3 separate regions of the Sus scrofa genome follow, and all the other regions are linked to region 1. Evidence: chromatin contacts called from public Hi-C and HiChIP or PLAC-seq data. All regions are on one chromosome and are shown on one strand. Each heading gives the region's core, a stretch centred on a gene start, on an enhancer-like site or on the middle of the called end of the contact. The rest is flanking DNA. Distances are from core to core; before and after follow the strand shown. Region 1 holds the start of TEX2 (testis-expressed protein 2). Region 2 overlaps TEX2 (testis-expressed protein 2). Region 3 overlaps TEX2 (testis-expressed protein 2).

What was found. Hi-C and Micro-C count contacts between places; a contact is called where the count stands out from the background. HiChIP or PLAC-seq counts read pairs in DNA pulled down with a chosen protein or histone mark.
Region 2: a Hi-C map of skeletal muscle shows a contact between it and region 1, with 2.9 times the contacts expected there. The contact joins the enhancer-like site here to the promoter of TEX2 in region 1. A contact is called at or near these places in 1 of 5 promoter capture datasets (fetal liver), 6 of 47 Hi-C or Micro-C datasets (blood, embryonic fibroblasts, fetal liver and 3 more) and 2 of 2 datasets of contacts at active chromatin or transcription factors (alveolar macrophages and skeletal muscle).
Region 3: a contact with region 1 is called in an H3K27ac HiChIP or PLAC-seq map of skeletal muscle. The contact joins the enhancer-like site here to the promoter of TEX2 in region 1. A contact is called at or near these places in 4 of 5 promoter capture datasets (fetal liver, fetal skeletal muscle, liver and 1 more), 16 of 47 Hi-C or Micro-C datasets (adipose tissue, blood, embryonic fibroblasts and 7 more) and 2 of 2 datasets of contacts at active chromatin or transcription factors (alveolar macrophages and skeletal muscle).

Annotation. Positions count from the first base shown.
Region 1 is chr12:14,763,164-14,765,863 of Sscrofa11.1, forward strand. TEX2 (testis-expressed protein 2) reads left to right here and starts at 1,291. Exons shown (of 15, transcript XM_021066767.1): 1 at 1,291-1,429.
Region 2 is chr12:14,838,171-14,840,870 of Sscrofa11.1, forward strand. The region is part of intron 8 of TEX2 (testis-expressed protein 2); the gene reads left to right. Among named protein-coding and RNA genes, the nearest start is that of ERN1, 42 kb to the right of the region's middle. Within about 2 kb of position 1,366, at least 11 of the 83 cell types and tissues checked have an H3K27ac peak or open chromatin away from gene starts, as enhancers often do. A contact at or near this core is called in skeletal muscle, where this site is marked.
Region 3 is chr12:14,854,809-14,857,508 of Sscrofa11.1, forward strand. The region is part of intron 10 of TEX2 (testis-expressed protein 2); the gene reads left to right. Among named protein-coding and RNA genes, the nearest start is that of ERN1, 26 kb to the right of the region's middle. Within about 2 kb of position 1,428, at least 9 of the 83 cell types and tissues checked have an H3K27ac peak or open chromatin away from gene starts, as enhancers often do. A contact at or near this core is called in fetal liver and skeletal muscle, where this site is marked.

The DNA of each region.
Region 1 (2,700 bases), core at 41-2,540:
TTTCTCTATTAATTAACTGTCTATGTTGCACATTTCCAGATTTCCACAACTGGAGCCCTCTCCATTTCAAACAAGGATTCCTTTTTCTTTGGGAAGGCCAAGGGGAAGCAAATGGTGATCCCAGGCAGTGATGTCTGCAACCCAGAGACTTCATCCCGATGAGGCTAACTCATGTGTGTGTGTGGAGCTGTTGCTGGTGAACACAGCATTCATCAGATATCAGAGCAAAAAAAAGGGGGGTTGTTGTTCAATTTGCGGGTTCTGGTGGAAGAGCTGACTTTCAAGTTCAGATCATGACTTCTGGGTCAGATGTATGTCTGGGACATGGGGATGGGGAGAGGAATGTGTCTGGGAGGGTGAGCAGGGCTTGATGGTGTGGGAGTCAAGTTCCAGAAGGGCAAGGGTTATAACTGGGCCTGGTGATGGCAACGAGGAAGGGTGTGTTTGCCCTTAAAGCATTTAAGCATTGTCTCATGAGTCAGAGAACAAGACCGGCTAGTTGCTTCATTCCCGCCCCGTGCCCTTCAAGTTCAGGTCTTAGTATGACCCATTCACGGAATGTTCTGAGTTTCTCAGTAGGCAGCCTCCAGCCCAGCAAGTTTCCTAAACATATATTATTGATCTTCAGAATGAAAACAACAAAAAAAAAGAGGTTATCTTTATTTGTGGCAGTTGAAGCAGAATTTCATTACAGTGATGGACTGTGAAATATATATCTGAGTGTGGCTATTGTACCACCTACATCAGAATCACCGCGGGGGAGGGATGTTGAGAAATGTATACTTTCCCCAGTTCCATTCCAGACACAGGGAATGTCTGTTAGAAATCCTGCAGGGTGAGGCGAATATCTGGGATTGCACGGGAACAGATGTGTCTGACAGCACTCTAAACCTCAAATTAGAGTCCATTTGCCAAGCGGGAGACCCTTGCTTCTCCGAGCCTCAGTTTCTTCTTCTGACAGAGGCAGGTTCTATCTCTACTTGTTGCTAGGTTGCAGGAGGAGGAAATTAATAAGTACAAAGTGCTGATAAGAGCCGGGCTGCTGGCCTGGGAGAGAAGAGAAGCTCTTACCCCTCCACTCCAGGCTCTTCCAGGTAACGCCGCCGCAGTCCCTCTCCCGGGCCTCGTGGACGGCGGCCCCTTTAACAGGCCTGACCAATCGCCCGCCCATTTCCGCGGCTGCTCCTCGGCGCGCGGGTAGGGGCTGGATTGGCCGGGCCTGGCGCGCGGCCTGCTCCGCCCCCGCCGCCCTCTGGTTGGAGGCGACGGCCGCGGGCGCGGGGCGGATCCGCCGGCGGGGCGGGGCGGCCGGTGCCCCGGGGCGGGCGGGCGGCCGGACGGCTGCGGGAGCCCGAGCCGAAGCCGGAGCCGAGGCGGCCGTGGAGTACGGGCGCCGGCGCACTACAATGAGGCAGCCAGTGGATCCAGGGTGAGCGTGCTCGGGGCCAGGCGGGGCGGTGGAGGGACCGCCCGCTGAGAAGGCCTGGGTTGGGTGGCTCCGGCTTCACTGGGTCCAGCGTGCGGCCCGGGGCTGGCGGCCGTTAGTGCGGCGGGGCGCGGGGGTCCGGCTCCTCAGGAACCCACTGTCACGGTTTGGGTGTTGACGGGGACGCCCACTCGCGACGCCCTCGGGCGCACCCTTCTTCCCTTTGGGGCGGTGTGGGGCGGTCTGGGCTTGACCCCGCTGGAGGTGTGAGCTGGCGGGTCGCTGTAGCATGCCGTCCGCTGGCTCCGGACTCGGCCCCGGCCGGGGAGGACTGCCCACATGCAAACTAAGGGAAAACGGCTTGTAATTTTATGAATGGGGCCCCGCGTTCCTGCCGCCCCCCGCGCCATCGTCGCGAAATGCCTGAAAGTCGAGAACCATAGTTACTTTTACGCGGATCCTTCAGAGGCTGGCTGCGCCTCGGGTTGTTTTTCCTCTAACTCCTGGAAATCGCGGGTGGCGGTGGGTGGTTTGCGTGCCTTAGACCTGAGGCGGCGGCGTCCCGAAAGCCGAGGGTTTGGAAGGTTAACAAGTGACATTGGGCTGAGGCCTAACGCCAGGTGCCCTGCCCGGGAGCGCGGGTGTGACGGCGTAGGCTGTGCTGCTGGCGAGCTCACGAATGCAACCGTGGGGCCGGAGATGGACTGGACCGCCGGCTTCACTTGCACCACGCACGCTGCCTAGAATGCATGGCTGACGCGGGAGTCGGTGCAGGGGAGTTTTCCCCTTTCAAAAATGGTTTTTGGAAAACTTAGCCCATCGGTGGGTTGATGGTTACTTAAACCATCGGTTGTTATGGTTACACGGCATCCAGTATAAGGGCAGAGTCTGTTTCCACCCTCGCTCTTCCTCCAAGGCTATGAAGTACTTTGTCACTAGGTTTTAATAGACGCTGCCCAAGGAGGGCATACTTTTTCAGAGTTAGAGGAAAAGCGTGGGCTCCCTGAAGGTAGGGGGAGGTGCCATATTCATGTTTGAAGTTCTAGGTCTTGACACCATGGCTTCTCTGCCCAAGAACTGAAAAGAACCAGCCTTTCCGCACGGTTTGGTGATTTTCATCAAAGGATTTAAAGGAGTCCTTTCAGGAGCCTGATGTAAGCTGGAAGGGAAACGAGTGACTTTTATGTGGAAACCAAAAAGGAACAACAGAGGGGCAGATGATCCTTGAATTCTAGGATAGGGAGTGTTTGCAGAGTCTAGGGTTGAGAGTTTTG
Region 2 (2,700 bases), core at 116-2,615, 75 kb after region 1:
AGTCTTTACATTTGCCACTAAGTGACGCATTTAGTGTCACCTCTGCCAACCCAGAGACCTTATTTCAGTTACTTAGAAGTAAGTTTTGATCCAGTGAAGACCCAACCAAGGAAGAGTCGCTGTGGCCCCCAGGTCTCCACCAAGAACTTGCACACTCAGCTGCTTAAGTCAGTGGATCTTTTGGGGTCATAGATACCCTTTGAGAAGCAGAAACATATGGATCCTTTCCCTAGAAAAATGCACTGTGACTCAGAAATTTGCCCACGATTTCAGAGAGTTCAAGGACTCCAGATTTAGAAAACTGTGAGCTATGGTAGTACCACGCTAGAAGGGAAGTGTGGGCATGGAGGAGCCTTGATTCCTCTCTTTCCTTTGGCTAAGCGACAGAGCCTTCCTGGCCCCGTCAGCTCTCTGCCACCATGGCCCAGTGTCCTCCCTTCCCCGGGCCCTGATGGAGCATCGGCTTGCCTGCGATTTTGAGGTGGAATAGTCGGGCCAGGGGGTTGGGAGGGCTCTGTTGACAAGGGTCGGCCTGTTTATGTTGTTTGGGTGAGTCGAGCCTTGAATGGTCTGCTAGCCAGGTCCCTCGGGTGAGCAGGAAGCAGCCGTGACCCTCCAGGTTTGGAGAAGAGAGGCCAGCAGCCAACTTGAAGCTCACTCAGCCTCCTCCCCCTTTTGGAACATGATGGAAGGCTTGAGTTCCTGGGCGGAGGCACAGGGTGTGGCTGTTGCAGCTCTTTTCCCAGAGACTGTGTCCTTCAGCAGCAGGGCTGCAGGTCCTGGCACTGTGTGACAAAGCAGGGCCCGCCTGAGCTCCCAATGGGACACTGCTTTCCCCATTAACACGTGTTCCCATCCAGACTTGGGGAGGGCAGTGCCCCACGCTCCTCTCTGGCTCTGGGAGTTCACGGGGCCTCTGCCCCGACTCCTGGTGGAGAACCGGGAGCTCCCTCTACCCACAGGAGGTTGAGGAAAGCCTTTCATTTCCATCTTCTCCCTTTGCTGGCCATGGGGGCTTTTGCAGGGCACAAACTTCAACTCCTTTTTGTTCTTAACGTCAGGCAGGCTGGGAGGTTAGGATGGAGAAAAGTGGCCATGACCCAGCAGCATCAGCAGTTTGGAGACTCCCTTCACTGCCAGTCTCAGCACCTCCCACCCTCCACCTGCCCTGAGCTGCTCCCCTGGAAAGCGCCCTGCAGGCCAGAGGGACCCTGGCAATGGAATAAGCAGGAAGGCAGCAAGATAATGCTGAACCTGCCACCACTCCTGCCAAAAGGACTTTACTCTCACCAAGTATCACAGTATCCCTGGGAAGGGCTAGTCCTTAAACCTAGTAGTGAGTATTGGTTAACAGCTAGTCTAGAGTCAGAATGGCTGGAGGAGCCTGAGCTTTGCCCTGTGACAAAGATTCCCTGTCTCCCGGTCTCCTTGAAGGCCTGCCACATGGAGAGCTCTTGGCTGGCCTTGCCCTGCCATCTCAGACTGTCACCCTCACCCGTGATAATGACTCATGTTGTGGAAAAGCGGCCCTGTGTGTGTATCTGGTACCCAGTGATGGGTTTAAAGCAAGCTGAGTTGCTGCCCAGCAGCAAATACACCCTGGGCCTTGGCCAGCTGCTCTGACACCACTTCAGAGCCCTCAGCAGCTATGGCCCCTGTGCCCATGTCAGCAAATGCTGCTGTTATTGCATGAGGCTTCTAACTCAGCCTCCACCAAGCTAGAGAACACCCAGTCCCCAGCTGAGTTTTCCCAGGAGGGTGAGAGCACACAGTGTGGGTTCCCATCTCGCTTCGGTGCCCTTTGGCTGGAAAGAAGAGGCTGGGTGGGAAGAGCGGGAAGGGGCGTGAGCTGGCCTTGCCTTTCCCCACAGGACAGGAAGGAAGCCTCTCCAGGGCCTGGTCCTGAGAGTTTTCATTCAGATCAGAGATCTGGGCACGGACGGGGTGGGGAGGGAACATTTGTTAGAAATGTTCTAGAATCTTGGAGTTGGGTGCTCAAGTGAGTAAGTAGGAAATGTGCTGCTCATCTCCCCTCTGCCTTCGCGAACCCCTGCCAAGCTTTTCTCAGGACCTCCACCCCCACCCCCCACCCCCACCCCATTCCTTCTGTTCCTCCTTGTCTTAGGTCCCGCCTCAGGCCCTTGCGGGGGCTCCGGGGAGCAGGATGGGATGGGGTGGGAGGCTAGACTGGCACAGGAGGGTCTCCGTGTTCCTCTGTCTGCATTCACTCGCCTGGCTCCATGTCCACTCCTGTTCCCATGGAAACTGGGCGTGATCCTGAAACACTGGGTATTAGGATGACAATTAGACAAAAAGGACTGGGGCAAAGGCGCACAATTTTGGCTACATTCATGGCCAAGTAGCATTGTGCAGGCTGATCGGGAGGCCAACCACCACATGAGCAACCACCAATTCAAAACTGCACATTTGAATACTGTCTCGAGACAGGTTTTGTCCATCTCAGACATCATAACCTCTTTTTTTCTCCCCTGTCTTTTTAGGGCCGCACCCACGGCATATGGAGGTTCCCAGGCTAGGGGTTGAATTGGAGCTGTAGCCGCTGGCCTACACCACAGCCACAGCAATGTGGGATCTGAGCCATGTCTGCAACCTACACCACAGCTCACAGCAATGCTGGATCCTTAATCCACTGAGCGAGGCCAGGGATTGAACCCCATCCTCAGGGATGCTAGTTGGGTT
Region 3 (2,700 bases), core at 178-2,677, 92 kb after region 1:
TTCGATCCCTGGCCGCGACAGTGGATTAAGGATCTGGTGTTGTCATGAGCTGTGGTGTAGGTTGCAGATGCGTTTCAGATCCCACCTTGCTGCGGCTGTGGCATAGGCTGGCGGCTATAGCTTGGATTGGACCCCTAGCCTGGGAACTTCTGTATGCCGTGGGTGCAGCCCTAGATAAGACAAAAAGGCAAAAAGACAACAAAAAAAAGTATCAGTGATAAAATGATTCGTTCTTTGGAGTTCCCGTCGTGGCTCAACCGTTAGTGAGCCCGACTGGCATCCATGAGAATGTGGGTTCAATCCCTGGCCTTGCTCAGTGAGTTGAGGATTGTGTTGCCGTGAGCTGTGGTGTAGGTCACAGATGAGGCTCGGATCTGGCATTGCTGTGGCTCTGGAGTAGGCTGGTGGCTGCAGCTCTGATTCAACCCTTAGCCTGGGAACCTCCATATACCGTGGGTGTGGCCCTAAAAAGACAAAAAGACCCCCCCCCAAGAAAAAAAGGTGAAATGATTCACTTTTTCCTATGTGTCTGACTCCAAGCACATTTCTAAAAAGATTTTTAGCAAAGGCAGCAGAACTGGAATAAGCCCTGTAAGGTGGCTCTTTGAAAGGCTATCACACTCATCTGGAATTTGAAGGTGTGCTTTAAAAAATAGGCTTGTCATGTTCTAACACATCTTATATAAGACTGTGCAGGTGTCTTTCTCTGAAATTCATGCTGGCATCATAAGGTTGAGATCACAAAATGCATGTTTAGTTATAAAACCTGAATATCAGCCAAACATTTAGTTACCCTCCTAATGAGTAAGAATTGGGAGCTGCATAACACAGCTCCCCATGCAGAGGGAGAGGTGCCATTTGGTCAGAGTCAGAATTTCATGTCATCTGGTGTGTTTTAACTGATACAGCTTTGTCTAAATTATTAACTTCAAGCCACAAAATTGTCCTGTTCTCTGTCCCACAGAGGATTAATTCAGGAACCCAAGAGCTCACTGCAGTGCTCAGCCTTTGGCATCTTTTCCTCCAGGTCTGGAGGCTGCCAGATGACAAATACCAGTGGGGACAGAAGGGGGCGGTGGCTCTGCATGCTTCACTGTGGTCCAGGATAGTAAGGCAGCCTTCTGTGCTGTGTAGACTCCTTACCTGGCAGCACCAGGTCTGAGCTGGGGGCACGGCCATGTTAGCGATGGAGGAGTAGGGTTTCTGAGACGGTCCCGTTATCTTTGGGGCTTTACCTCCCTGACTTCTTTCATCCCAAGACCCAGGGTAGGCTTTCTTGGGAATCATCTTCTGCTCTGTACATTTCCCACAGAAGAGCTCAGTGAGGGCCGCCTAACCCTGAAAGCTCAGAAGGACACACATGAGCATCGCCTGGACTAGCCAGGCCTCTGATGCGAGGAGGAGGAGTCAGGTGCTCCCCCTCAGCCAGGGACAGGAGGCTTTTGTGTCTGCAGAGGGCGTCCCCTTTTCACGCTGCATTCAAGCGGGTTGGCTGGAGCGCTGGCTCTAGTGTTTCAGAGCCAGGATGGAGAGGATCCGGGTGTCCTGCCAGGGAGAATATTCGTGCGGTCTTCTTACAGCCGGGCTCCTGTTTCAGGCGGAGATTTCAGTACCCTCCTCCCAGTGCTGGGGCCTCTGCTGGGCCTTCAACATCGCCAGGCGTGCTCTGCCCTTGGGTGCCCTTGGCCCTTTTGGCCAGAAGATGGCTGTCCCTGTGGGCGTCTGGTAGCTCAAGGACATCACCCGAGGAAGACCCCAAAGGGAGATGAGACCTAAGCTGTGTTACCTTCCCCATCCTGGTGATTTTGTCCTCGTCAAAAATACAAGGTCCCCTCTCTGCTTAGCCACCGTTTGGTAGCTTGACAGTGTTCAAAGGCTACTCTGTCCCTTGTTCATTTCATCCCCCTTAAGTCTCTGAGCCTCAGAGATGGGCTCTGCCATCTGCCCCTCTGAAGCAAAGGCACCATCAGAGGAGGCAGCCGCCTTTTGTGTGGCTGAAGCTCAGCCAGGAACCCCACCCCCACCCCACCCAGTACCCTCACAGGGGAGCTTGATCGTTCACCACTGCAGGTGACCCAGCAGCCCCCAGGCCTCTGGAAACCAAGGATCCACCTGGAAAGACTAATGAGGGACATTGCTCTCGGGTGAAGCTTTTCATTACTTCATTTAAAAAAGGTTTTAAATTAGTTTCTCCGGAAAGTTCCTGAGTCCTCATATCAGTTGCTCCCTCGAGTCCCTTGAGATTTGTACCCTGTGGTTGTTGGCTCTTTTCTGTGACCTTCAGGAGCTGGGGCAGGCATGGGGTAAGATATGTAATCTCAGGAAGGATTCTTGAGCCAAATCTAACCTGGAGGTAACCAGGCCCAAACGCCTCATGTTGTTGAACTCAGCGAGTCAGGGGACTTGCCTGAACATCCCCGTCACCTGTGAGGTGGTCATGTCACCAACATGAGCTCTCACCTGATCCGTGCAACCATCCTTCTTTCCACTCACCCTCCCATTGGCCACGCTGCACTGTTGACGAAATCACTGCATCTTGTGTGACTGCATCACGCTCCCACCGCCTGTCTTTCTGACGCATGCGCAGAATCGAACCCTTCAGGCCCAAGTCCTCTGCGGTCCTGCCAGGGGACTCGGCGCTGAAGAGTCTCCCGGGGAGCCAGGCCAATCCGAGGACCCTTGGATTGGGCCTCTTCTGGG